Regions from separate parts of the Mus musculus genome. Here region 2 is linked to region 1. A link is a contact called in public HiChIP or PLAC-seq data. All regions are on one chromosome and are shown on one strand. The core of a region is the stretch at or near the end of the contact, and the rest is flanking DNA. Distances in the headings are between cores, read along the strand shown. Region 1 holds the start of F5 (coagulation factor V). Region 2 overlaps F5 (coagulation factor V).

Region 1 (7,643 bases), core at 3,533-6,032:
TTCATTGCGACCTCATAACTGTAATTTTGCTACTCCTATGAATCATAATGTAAATATTTGTGTTTTTTGATAGTCTCCCCCGTGACAGGGTCATTTAATCCCTAAAGGGTTTCAACCCAGAGGCTGGGAACCTTTGATCTAAACCCTCATGTTCTCCACTTCTGTTCTAAAATGCATCTTTATACCCAACCCACACCCACGTCTGGCCTCCCAATCCCGGTTTTCTCTCTCTCCTCACCACTAAAGTGGAGACTGTTCTGTATTGTTCTTCCTTAACACTGTGCTATAATGTTCCATTCGCAGTCATCTCTACCAGCTGACAGATGACGGAAAGTCAGAATTCACCTTTACGGAGCCTCAGAGGTGGCGTTCCTAGGTTGCGATCATTAACAGAATACTTAACTGTCTTTATTTAAAAGTAAATAAATATACAAATTATAAGGCACAAGAAGATAAAAATGAGCAAAAATATTGTGTCGACATATCAACGATATTATGATAGGCCTGCTCTCATGGAGACCTAATTCATAACTGGAATAGCAGCAATAACAATAATGTAGCTAACTTCTGCTAAGCTCTTGTCATGTTTGAGCATAGGATAAGTACTTTGTATTCGTTAAACCTCACAGCATCTCTAACAGGCAAGCGCAAGTTCAGGGTGCTGGGAGTATACAGAAGAGAGAAAAGGTACTTGAGCCAGGCTAGGGTGGGAATCCAAGCTCTGTCCTAAAGGACATGGCTCCTGGGTAAGTAGCTGTAAAAACCACAGTTGTGGCTGACTTTGGAGAGCAAGGGAAGAGTGGAGGCATTGAGAGAGAGTGGTAAAGGAACAGAAAGATATTTTCATTTTTCTAGATAAGATTTACCTGAAAAATATTCTGTTGGTGATTTTTTTTTTCAGAAGGAAAAGATTTGATTTGAGGAAGAACTGAAGAGTGAAAGAGACCAGAGGACAAAGGTGAGAGCAGGAGGTGGAAGGGGTGGGGGAGGAGAAGAGGCAGGAGATGAGCCTAGGATGGATAACAGATCATCACCAGGCTGGGAGAAGGTGAGCAAACTAATGGTAAAGAATGCAACTGGAAGATGCTCTCCCTGGAGATGACCTCTGTCATTCCTGTGAAATAGGTTCGTATAGTTAAGATCTCAGAGCCCTCAATAAGTTAGTGTTTGATTAAGGAAGCACAAAAGAAAAAAAAAAGAAAGAAAGAAAGAAGAGAGGTTTCCTTCAAATGCCATAGCTATTGGAAAAGCAGAGGATCAAATCTATGTAGCTCCTTTGAATGGGTACAGGAAGCTGGATAGAAACAATAGCAAATTCATTCTGTTAGGGCACACCAGTGCCTAGCCAACTAAGGAAAGTCTAAGTTTACTTTGTCTACTCTTGTGCTTGCTCATAGTGCCTAATTCACCGTCAAGCCCGCAGAAGGTGCTCACCTGTGGTTTGCTAGATGAATAAACACAAAGTGAAACACTGAAACTTTTTGTTTGGCTTTATTGACCGAGGCTAAAGGCATGGCTGGCTGTGTAACATGTGACCTGTTCAATTCCACATTACCCCATGCTCAGAAAAACTGCAGTTTGGTTTAGATTTCACCATCTACAAAATTCTCAATAATTTGAAGAGCCCCATATTCTCACTGGGTCTGAGCATACATATTATACTGCTGGTGTTTGACAAAAACATCACATATCCTATAATGGAAGATAACTAAATGAATATTTAGTTACTTATTTTGGGGTGTGTTTGTGTGCTTGTATCATGGTGCATGTGTGGAGATCAGAGGCCAACTTGAAAGATTAAATTCTTTCCTTCTACCATGGAACTGGGGATGGAACTCAGGTCTTCAGGCTTAGCAGCAATTACCTTTAGCCACTGAGCCATCTGACCAGTTCACAATGTAGATACTTTAAGTATAAAGAATACAATATTTTCCACGAAAAATTATATTTAAAATAAAAACTACAGGCTGTGTCTGGTGGCACAGGCCTATAATGCCATCTAGTTGAGAATCCGAGACAGAAAAATCACAATTCATAGTCTTCCCCAGAGACCTTGTCTCAGAATAAAAATTTAGATGTAGACCAGGGATATAGATCAGTGGTAGAGGTTTTTTTTTTTTTTCTTTTTCCTTAGCGTTTATTAGATTTTAGGTCCAAACACCAATATAATAGTAATTTAAAAAATATATTTTGTAGGCTTACCTGAGTTGCTAGATCGTGGCTTTTCTTTCTTAAAATACTGTTCATACTCTCTGTAGACAATTTTCTTGAAGGAAGGTATAGAATTCAAACTGGAAATAAAGTACAGAAACGAACTTGAAAGTCATATAATATCTATCTATTTCTATTCCAGAAAGAAAGGTGTCTATGTGACTATTTTTGTTGAAGAGCAAAGTGACAGTAATTTATTGTATTTCCAAAGCCCAGGGTTTTATAAATTTGGATCACAAGTGAAGTCAATGGGATAATCATTGGTCTTTTCAAAGACATTCTGCCTCAGTGTGCATGCTCCCATGAACACAAGCCCAGTGCTTCTCTAAGTCTGCTCTTCAGAGTCAAGTTTTTTCTATAAAGGATGGTAAGCTCGTCACACAAACTCGAACTTCAGGTCTAAATTAAAAATATAAGTCACTGAGAAGTGTATGTGAACCATTTCTCAGTCGATGAATCAGACATCATTTAGAAACGTTTTCCACTTTCATTCCGTGGTTTTGAATGACTAGAAGGTGTGGTGAATTGGTGTCCATCTGATGGAGCCTGCCTCTAGTTGGGAAAGCAAAGACAGCAGTAGGGCAAAACTCTAGGATTTGTATTAGAAAAAATCCTGCATTGGGAAGATAAAGGCGCTTCCTTAGAAGATGCAGAGGATAAACACCCTCCTGATAAAGATCCTGGAGGGTTAAACCATTTCCTCAGCTTTAGCTGACCCAGTAGGTGTCCGCTCCAGTCTCTATGTCTAGAGTCAACAAGGTCAGGTGTCTTGATAACTACATCTTTCACAGGAGGGATGAAGACCCTGGGAAACTTCCTTTAGCAGTTTTCCCTACTGGTAACTTACCCACTTCTCTTTCCTTACCAGGGGAAGACCTGTGCAATGTTGTTAGCTAGAGTCCTCATGCTGTGCATTTGATCGGAATTTGTTCATCTCTAACCTTGTGTTAACTCAAACCTACCTTTGCCTTACCCCAGGCTGAATGCAGTCACTTGAACACAAGTCTGTGTTCTCTGCCCCTAAGCAGCAAAATTGATGTTGGAAATAATGTTATTTTCTTTTGGGATTGGGGTGGGGTGGAGGTGTTCAGTTAGTGGTACTTTCCTAAGAGTATGGGTGTGGTCTAGATTATTACTCTGAAAATGCAATCTTTAAGTCATTTAGATGTGATATTTCTCACTAGCATGATACCAAGACTGAATACAATGCCTTCCCAAACAACCCAGAACCAACAACAGCAAACTCAAAGGCTGATTATTCATTTATACTAAAACATTACACATTGCTTTCAAGATATTACATTATTTTCTTTGGCTGATTGCTTTGGTTTTGCAATTGTAAAAGAGGAACACATCTTTCACAATCACTTAAACTTTGATGTCAACTAAAAGGGAAAAAAATGCGTCAACCAGTAAGCGAGGCTTAGCATTTAAAATAAAAACACTCGTGGTCGCAAGTGCTACGTAGAATCTATGACTTGGGTAACTGCAGGCAGGTTAGCAAAATATATTCTGCAACTCAAAGTTAGGTTTGATATTATTTAAGCCTCCTCTTAGTTAGACATGCCTTTGAATGACTACCTTATGTGCTCACTAACATGGGTAATAATCAGGGCAGACCAAAATACCCAGGATAAGTCATATTCCAGGAAGTAACTCAAAATGAGAGGAAAAAATGAAGCCACATTAGGTAGCCAGGGGTAAGTCTAGGAAAAGTGAAAATACAAGTGTGCCTTCCCTTCCCTCTGAACCCACAGTGAAAATCGTTTATAGGAAGGCAACAAAATCTCCTTATAATGAAGTACATGGTGACAGCTTTGACATCTTTTTCTTTAGAAGATGAACTTGTGTTTAACAGGAATAAATATTATATAACTAGAAGGTCCTTTTTCTTTTTTTTAAGCAGACTGTCAAAAGGCTTAAGCCGAATGCACAGGAAGGGCTAAGAGGGCTGTGGAGGTGTGTCCTTTCAACCCATCAATACACTAAACTAACAAACGTGGGGGGAAAACAGATTAGGGATTGCACCTGGAAAGAAAGCCACAGCTAACCATTCACATTGAAATTTCCACATCCTCAAAATGATAAATTATGTCCATAGAGACAAAATTACACCCACACAACATTAGTCTCTCTCTCTCTCTCTCTCTCTCTCTCTCTCTCTCTCTCTCCTCCTCCTCCTCTTCCTTTTCCTTTTCCTCCTCCTCCCAGCCCACCCCCACCCCTTGCAACTATAATAGATTTTCTTCCTTGAAGAAGCCCACCTGGATTTCACCCCCAGTTACCTTGGATCTGTGGGCTCAGGATGATAGTTCCAGAGGATCCCCTGAGCTGCCACATAGAACTGCCTTAGTTGCGCGGCCTCTGCCTGGTGGCTGCCCCAGCCCGCCCAGCGGGTTCCCAGAACCACCAGGAGGAAGAAGCACGGGCAGACTAGGAGCATGGCCCTTGTCCTGCCGCGCGCTGCCACCACCGACAGTGCTCAGTGCTCTGTCCCTGTTGCGCGCTGATCTGTCTCCCTGGAGGACTAAGAAGCTGCAGGGCACAGTGAGTGTCCCTGTCCCCTGTGGTGGCTGTCTAACCCTACCTCCCTCTATGCCTAGTGTAGGCAGGGGCTTGTTGAGGTCACTCCCCCCTGTGGCCACAGGCATTTACTAGAGAGAATGCCAGACAAGGAATGTAGAGGGAAAGGAAGGGCAAGCCTGCTGGAGGTTATGGCTCTGGAGCAGTGCCCAAGGGTCTCCGCCCCATCACAAAGCAGCATTTCCCCCACTTCAACGTAGGTGGGAGCAGCAATCCCACTTAACCTGCGCGGGTGGAGGTGGGGGGATGGGGTAGGGGTTCAAAGTTTAGGCTTGTCAGCTGATTTCTGCAAGCCTTAGTAAGACCCAACACCCATCCTCAGATCCCAGGAAAATGGCACTGCACAGTAACCAGAAAACAGCCTCAGGACAGGTCCACCAACAGGTTAGCAGTCTGAATCTCTTAGGACAGACCGCTTGGTAAGGGCTTGTCACCAGCTCAAGTGTAGCCGAGACCAGGGTTTAGAGAACTCATTTGAGATAGTCAGTAGCTGTGTGGTCTGGGGCCAACTATGTCTTTAGAAATACTTTTGACATCTGTAAAATAAGAATGGCAATTCTAGTTTTCCTTGATCTTATTATTGGGAGGGGACAAACTGTTGTAAACTGGACAGTCCCCAGGGCCTAGGTAGCTACAGTCTATGATCTTGTCTTTGCTCGTTCTCCTGTATCCTTGGCATGGTGTTTTAGATTTTATTTTTCTGTTGGTGGCAAAGCTGAGAATTATGCCTGAATCAGCAGGATGGCCTGCCCTGAATTCTCCAGAACTTTGTCTCTGCTCAGACTTTCTGCTTCCAGCACATCCAGTAAATTGTGATCTGGTACCATCCAGGTTCCGCAGCAGCCTCTCCCTCTCCCTCCCCCTGCCCCACCCCTCCCCCTTCCCTTCCTTCTCCCCTCCCCCCAACTCCTGCTTCTGTTTCTTTGCTGATCACATCACTGATATTCTTCAGTCAGTTTATAATGCCCCTTCTTGAGTCAGGCATGATGGCACATGCCTGTAATCCCAGCACACGAGGGCTAGAAGCAGGGGAATGTGAGTTTGAGGCCTGAGATCAGCCTAAGCTACGCAGTGAGACCATGTACTGAAAAGTAATTAATTAGCAGATGTGTGCACACATAACTACACTAGGAAGAATGCTCACACGGATTTCCTTCCCTTTCTGCTTCCCTGCTCTTTAAAGTCAGAATTTCTGCCATTGTCTCTGATTCTGGGTTCCAGTTGACTTTTCCGTTTCATGAACTTAATCTGCTCAGATTATATACTCCTTTTGCTAACCTTTCATTAGGTTTTCAAGATGCCCTTGTATCTGTGGCTAGATTATGATCTATTCAAGAGCAGGGATGATGTCTTATACTCCTGATCCACAGTTCCAGGAGTTTCCAAAATGCAAATTCGGACACAAGAGACATGGTTGAGATCTATGGTCCTATAATATCTAGCCTAGTATCTGTCTATCTGTCTGTCTCTCTGTTTGTCTCTGTCTCTCTCCACACACACACACACACACACACACACACACACACACACACACAGACACACACACACACACACACACACACACCAAATTAGATGCTATTGACAATGTAAGAAAAAAAAAGCAGCAGGTCTCTAAATTACTTTCTTCCCTTTTCCCCCAAATCATTGCAACTTTTCCAAGGACAGCTTTACTGCCCTTGCTTGCTTGTCTGCTTATGTGTCCAGGCTACATGGTGACCAATGGATCTCATTACAGCTCAGCAAAGCAACTGCAGTTTTTGACTCCTTAATGTTTGCATCAATTACAGACAAGCCATATGTAATTTTCAGTGACTTATTTATTAAATATGTGCATTAAATTACATATAAAACAATATCTGTTCTTTCCTGCAGAACAGTAATTGCAAAGAGGACCTTTTTCTGCTCCTCTGACTTTTGTTTTTGTTTTTTTCCTCTGTGGTCAGGGGATATACGACATACATTTGTGCTTTCACTGGAAGGTCCAGCTGTCATTTAGAGGGTTGTAACTGTGACCACATTGGTGGTAGACAAAGTGCTATACACAGAACTTATTGAACAAAACACAAAGAGCTTGACATTTGGGGAAGTTGAGTTATTTATACATCCAAACAATGATCTTTGGGTGCTTTGGTGGAGGGAAAGTCTGCAGTCAGATGTGACGTCTTGGCTCTGTTCCAGATCTTCTGTGTCCCCTAGTACCATCTGGAGGTTTCTGTGAAAGTCTCAGCAGCAGAGGTGTAAACAACCTCATTGATATGAAACATGGAAGACCCAGGAGATCTTAAAGCAGGCATCCCCTTAAACTAGAGGTCTGCCTGCCCACCAACATTGCTACTCTGCAATCCCAAGAGAAAGACCTTCGGTTTTCCAGAGCCTGGTCACCTGGTGAGGAAGATGCTCCAGGGCCTTGGACTCTCCCGTTTTCAGCAACAGCAAAGTAACAACAAGCCACAGACCAGAGCAGAAACATTTGCTCCTGGGTCTGTGGCTGAGCTGGAGGAAGGTGAGGGGCGGAGCAGGAAGGGGCGGAGCTGGAGGAAGGTGAGGGGCGGAGCAGGAAGGGGCGGAGCTGGAGGAAGGTGAGGGGCGGAGCAGGAAGGGGTGGGTGGAGAGGTGGGAAAGTGCATAGTTCTTTTTCTAGGTTCCTGTCCTTTTTTTTGTTTTGTTTTGTTTTTTGTTTTAAACTACAGAGAACCTCAGCAAATGCCCAAATGCCATGGAGTTACAGTCAAGTGTGACAGGAAACTTGACACTTGCATGTGGAATCCTGAGAAATCGAATGAGACATTGGCAGACCGGGTTTCTGAAAAAGAAACAAACTAATTAAAGGACTGCTTCCTTACAAGATA
Region 2 (7,643 bases), core at 1,741-4,240, 57 kb before region 1:
TGTCTACTTCGAGGAAGCTATTGCTGATGCTCTTTTTCCTGTCCTTCCTCCTGTTATGTAGAAACTTGGGACTATGCATAAAAGAAGAAAAGAAAGATGGAAAGAGGGCATGAAGAAAACAGACTACCCAAGCCTCTCAGGAATCAAAGAATAACATGGTGTTGCCCCCCCCGCCCCCCAAGGGGGGGCTTTTTGCTTACTTTGTATGTTCCAGTCTTATAGGTGAAAAAAAACCCCACAACTCTCCTTAGATAACTGTTGTAAACCATCCAACTATCACAGGAAAACAAACACCCAGATACAAGCCAAGCATAGAGGCAATGGCGATAATGAAAGGGTTAGACTTTGAGGCTCCTGGGACAAAAGTGGTACAAGAACCATCCTAGGAGCTCCAGACTCTTCCCAATAAGAAGCCCTCAGCTGTGTCAGGAGAAACCAGTGTGGAACTCTATATCTACTCAGCAGCCAAGGGAAGCAATGCCTCCTAAGGTGTCCAGGGAGAGCCTGGACTCTGACCTCTACCTGGCGGTCATCAGGCTGTGCCCCACCCCCTTTCTCTCACAGAGAAGTATCGTAAAACGTCCATTTAAAACAGAAGCAAAGAGTAGATCTGCAAGACAGAGCACAATTGAAGCCACAGAAGAAAATTTAATAAAGGAATTGGCACTTGGAAATGATGGGAAAACAAATGGACAAGTCTGCAGCAGGCCTGATCTAAAAGTAAAAGAGAAAAATGATGATACCAGAGATTACATAAGCAACATTGCTACAGACTCTGACTCTCTGATGTCAGGAGGATTGGAGGACAACTAGTATTAGACCCTACACACATGACCAGCAACTTAAAGAAAAAAGGCAACTCATATTTTAAATGCCACACAAAGTATCATAAATCACCCAATATGAAATAGACTATTCAGATATTCAGATAACCTCCAAACAGCTAATGAAAAACACTGAATTTAAATTTTCCCACAAAGTGCCTTTCAGGTCCTGATAGTTTTATGGGTGATTTCTGCTGAATGAAGCTATTCTCATGGACTTCAGAAATCACATCCAGAACACAGAAAAGAATACTTCCCGATTCACAGGAAGTATTGATCTAGGCATCTACATGTCTTCTATTACTGTGGTATTAAAGCTTGAGACAATCAAATTACAGAACCATCAAACTACATGCCGAAGTCCTGCATAGATATGGATCTGAAAATCTTGAAGGCATGATTTTGATGGCTATCAAGTTTTCTCTCCCCTTACTGGTTGATATGATAAGCACCGGAATTTAGGATTTTCTTTTTTAGTGATTTTTATCTAAGCTACATTACAAATATGTCACTACTAGAAACAGTCAAGACAGCAAAGAAAAAGTAGCACGTGGTAAAGTGATTGATTTACATAAAGTACCAACAGAAACAGACTCAAGGTGTTTGTGCAATCATGGCAGACAGGCTCTCAGTGTTTGGATATTATTCTTGGGGGAGGAGCCTGGGAATGAGGAATGATCTAGGCATCTTGTCTGGGCTCATGGAATACCAGACGGGAGTCTGTAAGTCCTCTGGCATGTCCTCTAAGGTGGCCAGAGAAGGACGGTGCCTCAGAGCATCAATGGATGTCCACAATCACCATAAATCAAGGTGTGTGAGATACAGAACAAAGTAAAAGGTGATAGAAAAATCAAAACCCTTTGCAGACACAAGCAGTTCCTAGCATAGGGGCTGTGTTGAACAAGGGTGGACACTGCGCTGAATACTGCTGCCAATCTGTTTTGAAGTGGTACTTGCTTCAATGTTTTTCCTTTCAAGTTCTGCAGAGATTTGAAGATTTTTTTATTGTACAGACCCATCATCATACTATCATTTTCACTTCCTAAGACCCTTAGAAAGCCATTCATTCACTTTTCTAACTCCCCGAAATGCAATTTGAAAGGCTACTGCTATGGAAAGCCCAGCGTGAGCCTTAAGATTTAGCTAGAAATGAGTGCTCAAACCATCACGCTCTTCCCGCTCTTCCCTCTGAAGATCTGCCAGTTGGTTTGGTCAGAGCTGTAAGCCACTTGGAACTCCGTGGTAAAGCAGGACTTTAGGTAGTGTTTAGCACCTTGGGTTTGTATCCCGGTGACTACAACTTCCTTCTGCATGTCCACCTGCAACACAGTCAAGCGAGTAAACAGAACCATCCTTGTTAGTGAGTCACACCTTACCGTAACTCAAGCTATAATCAGCTTTCTTTAGCATTGGGAATACCCAAGGTCTTAGTAAATTCATTAAGTGGCGAGGTACAGCCCACAGTTGAGCAAAGCACATCTGAACTTGAATGTCAGTGTGGACACTGACTAGCTGTGCTGCACTTTGGGAAAGCAGTTGACACCTTTGTTGCTGGGGTTTCTTTCATAGACTGAAAATTACTTGACCTACCTCTCATTGTCAATTATGAGAAAGCAACCACTGAGAACAGTAACTACATCTACTCAGGGCTGTTTCCTTCATTGCCATTTCAAGAAACAACTAAACCCACGACCTGTGTTGTCATCATCGTAACCAATATTATGAGGTTAGTTAGACGTACCTGGATCCAAGGTTTAATGGGAAAATCTAATGCAGTTTTTTCTATACTCCAAGCATTGTATGAACCAGCATTGTTTAATCGTGCTAATCTGGGCTCCCAATAAGCTAAATTCAAAAGAAGAAAAAAAGGAATTTGTGAATTAATTTATTTTTGAAAAAAAAAAAAGTCTTGTTGTATATATAGACCAGGCAGGACTAAAGTTCACTGTTTTTCTGCCTCAACCATATACTACCATGTCTGGCTTGAAGAATTCTCCCCACCCTCAATAGAAAACTACCAACTTCTCAAATAAGTTTAGTACAGCAGAGAACCAGACCTATATGCTATAGTTATGAGACCAGGCAGGTGACATGAACTTTGGCTGCCAAGCTAGTCCTCAGTGATGAAACCTTGGCTTCAGGCCATGTTTAGTCAGTTGTAAGCCATCATCCACCCTTTCTAGCACATAGGTCATGTTTGTGTTTTCTCAGTTATGTTGATACGGCTACTGCCGAGTGTGCCTACCAAACAGGAAGACTTGGGAGGAATATGTGGGAACCTCATTATTCTTTTGATGACAGCCTCTAGATCTCAGGAAGGGATTTGAGGCAGAAGGAAAAAAATTTTAAGAGATACTTTGATCGTAATGTTTCTTGACTAGATGAATGGCTAGCATAAACATTGAGACCCTCTTCCTTAGGTGATAGAACCCTGTGAATCTTGTTGGAGGTTTTGCGTGTGAGTCAATGTAGGTAAGATAAACGGAATTTGGGAAATAATTACAAGGTCATAAGATAAAGTTATTTATTCCCTGCCAATTCCCTGTAGAGCTACTGGGCTGCCTAGGCGGATATATCAGCAAAGTTGAATTCTTGATTTTTCCTAGAACAGGCCCTTTGGGAACAATACACATCACAAGAAGTGGAAATGATAAATGTATGAATAGGATTTTTGCTCCTGAAATATTTCTTCTTCCTCTTCCAGAGGAACCCCATAAATGGGGTTGTTTCATTAAGCTATAGCAGACGAAAGCCTAGAGAGAGGAATTGGCTCATAGATGACTGTCATGCATAGCTTTATGAGTTGCATACTGAGACTGTAGGCATGGCCGGTCACAGGCTATGATGTCCATACTTACTCAGATATTCCGAAGCCTTGATCTGTGAATCAGATATGACACCAGTGCTTAGTCCCATTGGCATCTTACACTCTAGGAAAAAACAAAAACAAATGCTTTTTGCTCAGAAACTACATATGACAAGTAAAACCTCTATGTCTAGAGATTATTTTCATTTACCATCCATGATAATGACTCTAATATGCCCAGTTAGAAAGAGATAAACACTCAGCAAGACTGGTGCTTATCTGAATAGTAACTAACACAGCAGAAAATAACTGGAGTCTTTAAAACAGTATGTTTAAGCTGATGTCCATCTGGTTGTATTTTAAAGCAAACTATTTACATTAAGGACTATTACTCATAAGAATGCACTCTTGGCCATTGACCTGGAAAGTACAATGCTATTTACATCTTGCTCAAGGAAAGAAATACCAGATAATGGGTACCTGGATGTGAGCACTGTAGTTGGTAGTCGACAGATGCTTGGCAAGAACTGCTCATGAGTGGAGAGATTACTGCCTGTTACTGCAGAATTCTGATTACTCTTTCTGCTCTACTCTAGGAACTTAGAGATTTTCTTATGTATATTTTCCCATGGATCACAAATTAGGAGGAAGGGCACTTTCTATTGGTTCCCCAGTCATGGAATATTTGACCTATTTGTTAGGGTTGTAGAGATAATTGTTATGTTTTTAATGGTCAGAAAAAAAAGCCCGTCTTCACATTTTCACACTTGCAGATTACTTTCAATCTGGAAGTTGGAAATAGTCTAGTACTAGGCACTCCCTCACCCGTAAACAACATGCAAGTGATACCTTTGTCTATGATGAGAAATGGCGTTTGCATGCCAGCTACCTGGTTTTCTCCAACCTCTGTGTCTAGGAGCCACCAGCCAGGCTTGGATGCCTTCATTTCAAGAGTTTTAAATGAACCTAAAATAGAGAGTGAGGACAAAATTACAAACTCGATGGTTAACACATTAATGTTGTGACGGAGCTCTCTATGAATCTTGAAGTCCCTGTATCCCATGTGTAGGAGACTTTAATTAAAGTGGTGCATTTCTCTTGAGGTTGTTACAGATGAAAATGAACCCAACAGCAGCTACAGCACCAGCACCCACAAATCACCAAAACTAGGGTGGGGAGGTACAGTCAGGAGAATGCTTGCCTAGAATTCACAAAGTCCCGACTTTGACCAAGAACCCTATAAACTGGGCACCTTAGTATATGCTGCTAATCAAAGTGCTCATAGGAGGAGGCAGAAGGATCAGGAGTTCAAAGCCATCTGTTACTGTATGGGGATACAGGAGACTATTTTGAGCAAATAAACCATCAAGCAGACAAATAAGAAAAAAATGCTACAAATAAATAACTTAGACATTAAAAAAAATCTATCAGCTCCCCTAAAAAGGAATTTTTATTTATCTGTACTGTTACAAGTTACCCCATACACAATTCAAGTACAGTTCCAAGTTTCAAAATTACTCAACTTTATGGCTATTAAATATGTTTTCTTTCTCTCTTCTTCTATGTTAATATGTAAGGAATAAAAATATCCTTTCCTTATGGTTTCAAATACTCTTAAAAGTGTACATACATGGGTAAAAATGTATATAAATTATTTCAGAAAAAATGAAAATGTTTCTAAAACCTCTGCTTATTCATACTGACACTTGATGTCTACTCTGCCAATTGATCCTATGCTTAAATTCCATTGATATAATTTAGGACCAGGTCCCTGACTGAAGGTAAAACTTAACAGTGGATGACTATTCATCTCAAACACAGTGAGCAAGATTTCTCATCTTCTTCTCTTGTGAAAATATGGGCTGAATTTGGTGGTCCATCCTGTGTCTGAAGTTAAACAGAACATCACTTTCTATATTTCTTAGAAAGTGGCATGGAAGAACCAAACAAGAAGCCATTTTTCTGTCTTCTTAGTAAAATGGACCCATCTGGACTTCCATTTTCACATACAAGATCAACTCACACAATGACTTCCTCCTTGTCAACATATGAGACCAATTTACACAGTGACTTCCTTTATGTCCACATATGAGATCAATTCACACAGTGACTTCCTCCAAATTCAAATATGAGGCCAATTCACACAATGACTATCTCCATGTCCATATATGAGACCAATTCACACATTGACTTCCTCACCCTAACTCCTGCAAAGAGATGGCCTTTCACTAGATCCTCAGACCTTGGAAGAGATGCAGAATCCTGGCTCTCCTCTCCAAGACCTATGCCTATCCAAAGCCTCTGAGAGTAAAGTCGCAGTAGATGTGCATCCTAGCTAGTGTCTTAGGTCTTCAGTGGCATCTTGCCCTCATAACCCCTTTCACTAACAGGTCTCCCTGGAAACAACTTAGGGACACAACAACAAAACCCTCACTGATGACTGCTGTTTGTTTAGATCTACACTAAACTAACCCTCCTACTTTCACATGCAAAGCTCTAAGTACCCCATCAGCTCTTAGAGTCATTAAAAGGTACCTTCCCTCCAGAGTCATGGATCTGTTCAAGCTTATGATTCTCAGAGTCACTTCCTCAGAAAGTCAGGGTGAAGGTTTCAGAAGTGGATTACAAGAATCCAGAAGAGCTCAATTTAAGTTTCTAATCAACCTCCCAATAGCAACTGTTTCTTTTTTCCTGTGCCTTGGTGACTTATCTTGTCATGTACTTAAATCTAATTCTAAAGACACAGGAGAAACTGCATGGGACACAGAATCTCTGTAGAACCAAGTGGGCTCACAAATCTGTCCTGCGAGGTGCCTACACACAGCTCATAGGAGATCTGTTTTGTGTTCTGTATACAGCATGGAAACAGAGCTTTGCCTCAGGATCTAGATCTTCTCTTCTGATTCCTTAAATGGTAGATGTACAAGGAGAGAAAGAGAGATGGCGCCCTATCTCGCTTACAGGTGCCCCATCTATTCCTTAGCAGGGACCTCTTCCATCACTCAGATCTTTACCAGGCAGAAGGGGCCAGACGCCTAACTGGTGCTGTTTGGTCCTATTATCCAGCAGGGTCTGGCCATGGAAGTGAACCACGTGAATATCTCGGGAGCCGCCCATGTTCAGCAGGTGTAGCCTCACCCACTCTTGCTCGTACATTCTCAGGCCGGGCAGGTTGTAGATCATCCCATTAATTGCTGAAAGGAAAGAAAGTTGTAATCATTTAAGAACTTGTCTCACAAGGAGGAGTCAGGTAGGCTTCCCCCATCACCACCCATCTTCCTCATTGCCAGGCATTTCTAGGCCTACGCAGATATAGAAAGAGTTCTTGGCAGTTCCATAGAACCAATAAGAGGCTGAATTAGAACTTCCAACACCTGCAAAAGTATGATTCAGCTCCATTTCAAAACAGCCTTTGTCTTTTCCCCTAGATTTTGTCCCTCTCCTGCTTAAGGCTTTGCCCATTTTCCCTTCACATGATAGTATAAATGTTCATTTGCTGCAGAAGAATGAGAAAGGGTGGATAATGCAAAGCCCTAGGGTGAGAGTAAATGACAGGTTCAGTGTGTCACACTCTCCTTGTAGAGACGGCTCCTCTACCTACATCTCAGGTTAGAGTCTAAGTCAAGGTAGTGCAATGTTGTATCTACATTCCTTTAGTGAAATAGGTGGATTGTGTTTTGTTTTGCCTGGAACTCACTTTTTAGCCCAAGGTGACCTTGAGTTCAAGGCCTTCTTGATTTCTCCTAGGCCATACTACCACTGTTTGCCTTTGTGTGTGTGTGTGTGTGTGTGTGTGTGTGTGTGTGTGTGTGTCTGGGAGTATGTAGTATGTTTATGTGTGGTGTATGTCTGTGTGCATGTGGTGTGTGTGTGTCTGTGTATGTGGTGTATGTCTGTATGTCTTTGTGTATGTGGTGTGTGTGTGTGTGTGTGTGTGTGTGGTGTATGTCTGTGTGTGTTTAAAGCACCTGATACAATCTTAATTGTTTTAAAAATATAACACAAAAAGGTTA

What was found. HiChIP or PLAC-seq counts read pairs in DNA pulled down with a chosen protein or histone mark.
Region 2: an H3K27ac HiChIP or PLAC-seq map of hepatocytes shows a contact between it and region 1, with 2.2 times the contacts expected there. The contact joins the enhancer-like site here to the promoter of F5 in region 1. A contact is called at or near these places in 6 of 39 promoter capture datasets (HPC-7-derived erythroid cells, embryonic stem cells, hematopoietic stem and progenitor cells and 3 more), 3 of 484 Hi-C or Micro-C datasets (the AML12 cell line, the C2C12 cell line and nephron progenitors), 3 of 115 datasets of contacts at active chromatin or transcription factors (astrocytes, embryonic stem cells and hepatocytes) and 3 of 9 other capture datasets (adipose tissue, liver and pancreatic islet).

Annotation. Positions count from the first base shown.
Region 1 is chr1:164,148,974-164,156,616 of GRCm38.p6, reverse strand. F5 (coagulation factor V) reads right to left here and starts at 4,782. Exons shown (of 25, transcript NM_007976.3): 1 at 4,497-4,782; 2 at 2,203-2,291. The coding sequence starts at 4,654. It overlaps Gm16548 (predicted gene 16548), which reads left to right and starts at 4,400. Exons shown (of 3, transcript NR_037987.1): 1 at 4,400-4,758; 2 at 6,973-7,297; 3 at 7,485-7,643. Selp (selectin, platelet) reads right to left here. Exons shown (of 16, transcript NM_011347.2): 16 at 6,591-7,597.
Region 2 is chr1:164,203,963-164,211,605 of GRCm38.p6, reverse strand. F5 (coagulation factor V) reads right to left here. Exons shown (of 25, transcript NM_007976.3): 17 at 6,645-6,824; 18 at 4,480-4,596; 19 at 3,683-3,754; 20 at 2,566-2,669; 21 at 1,988-2,143. Among named protein-coding and RNA genes, the nearest start is that of Gm51287, 9.9 kb to the left of the region's middle. Within about 2 kb of position 2,990, at least 15 of the 459 cell types and tissues checked have an H3K27ac peak or open chromatin away from gene starts, as enhancers often do. A contact at or near this core is called in hepatocytes, where this site is marked.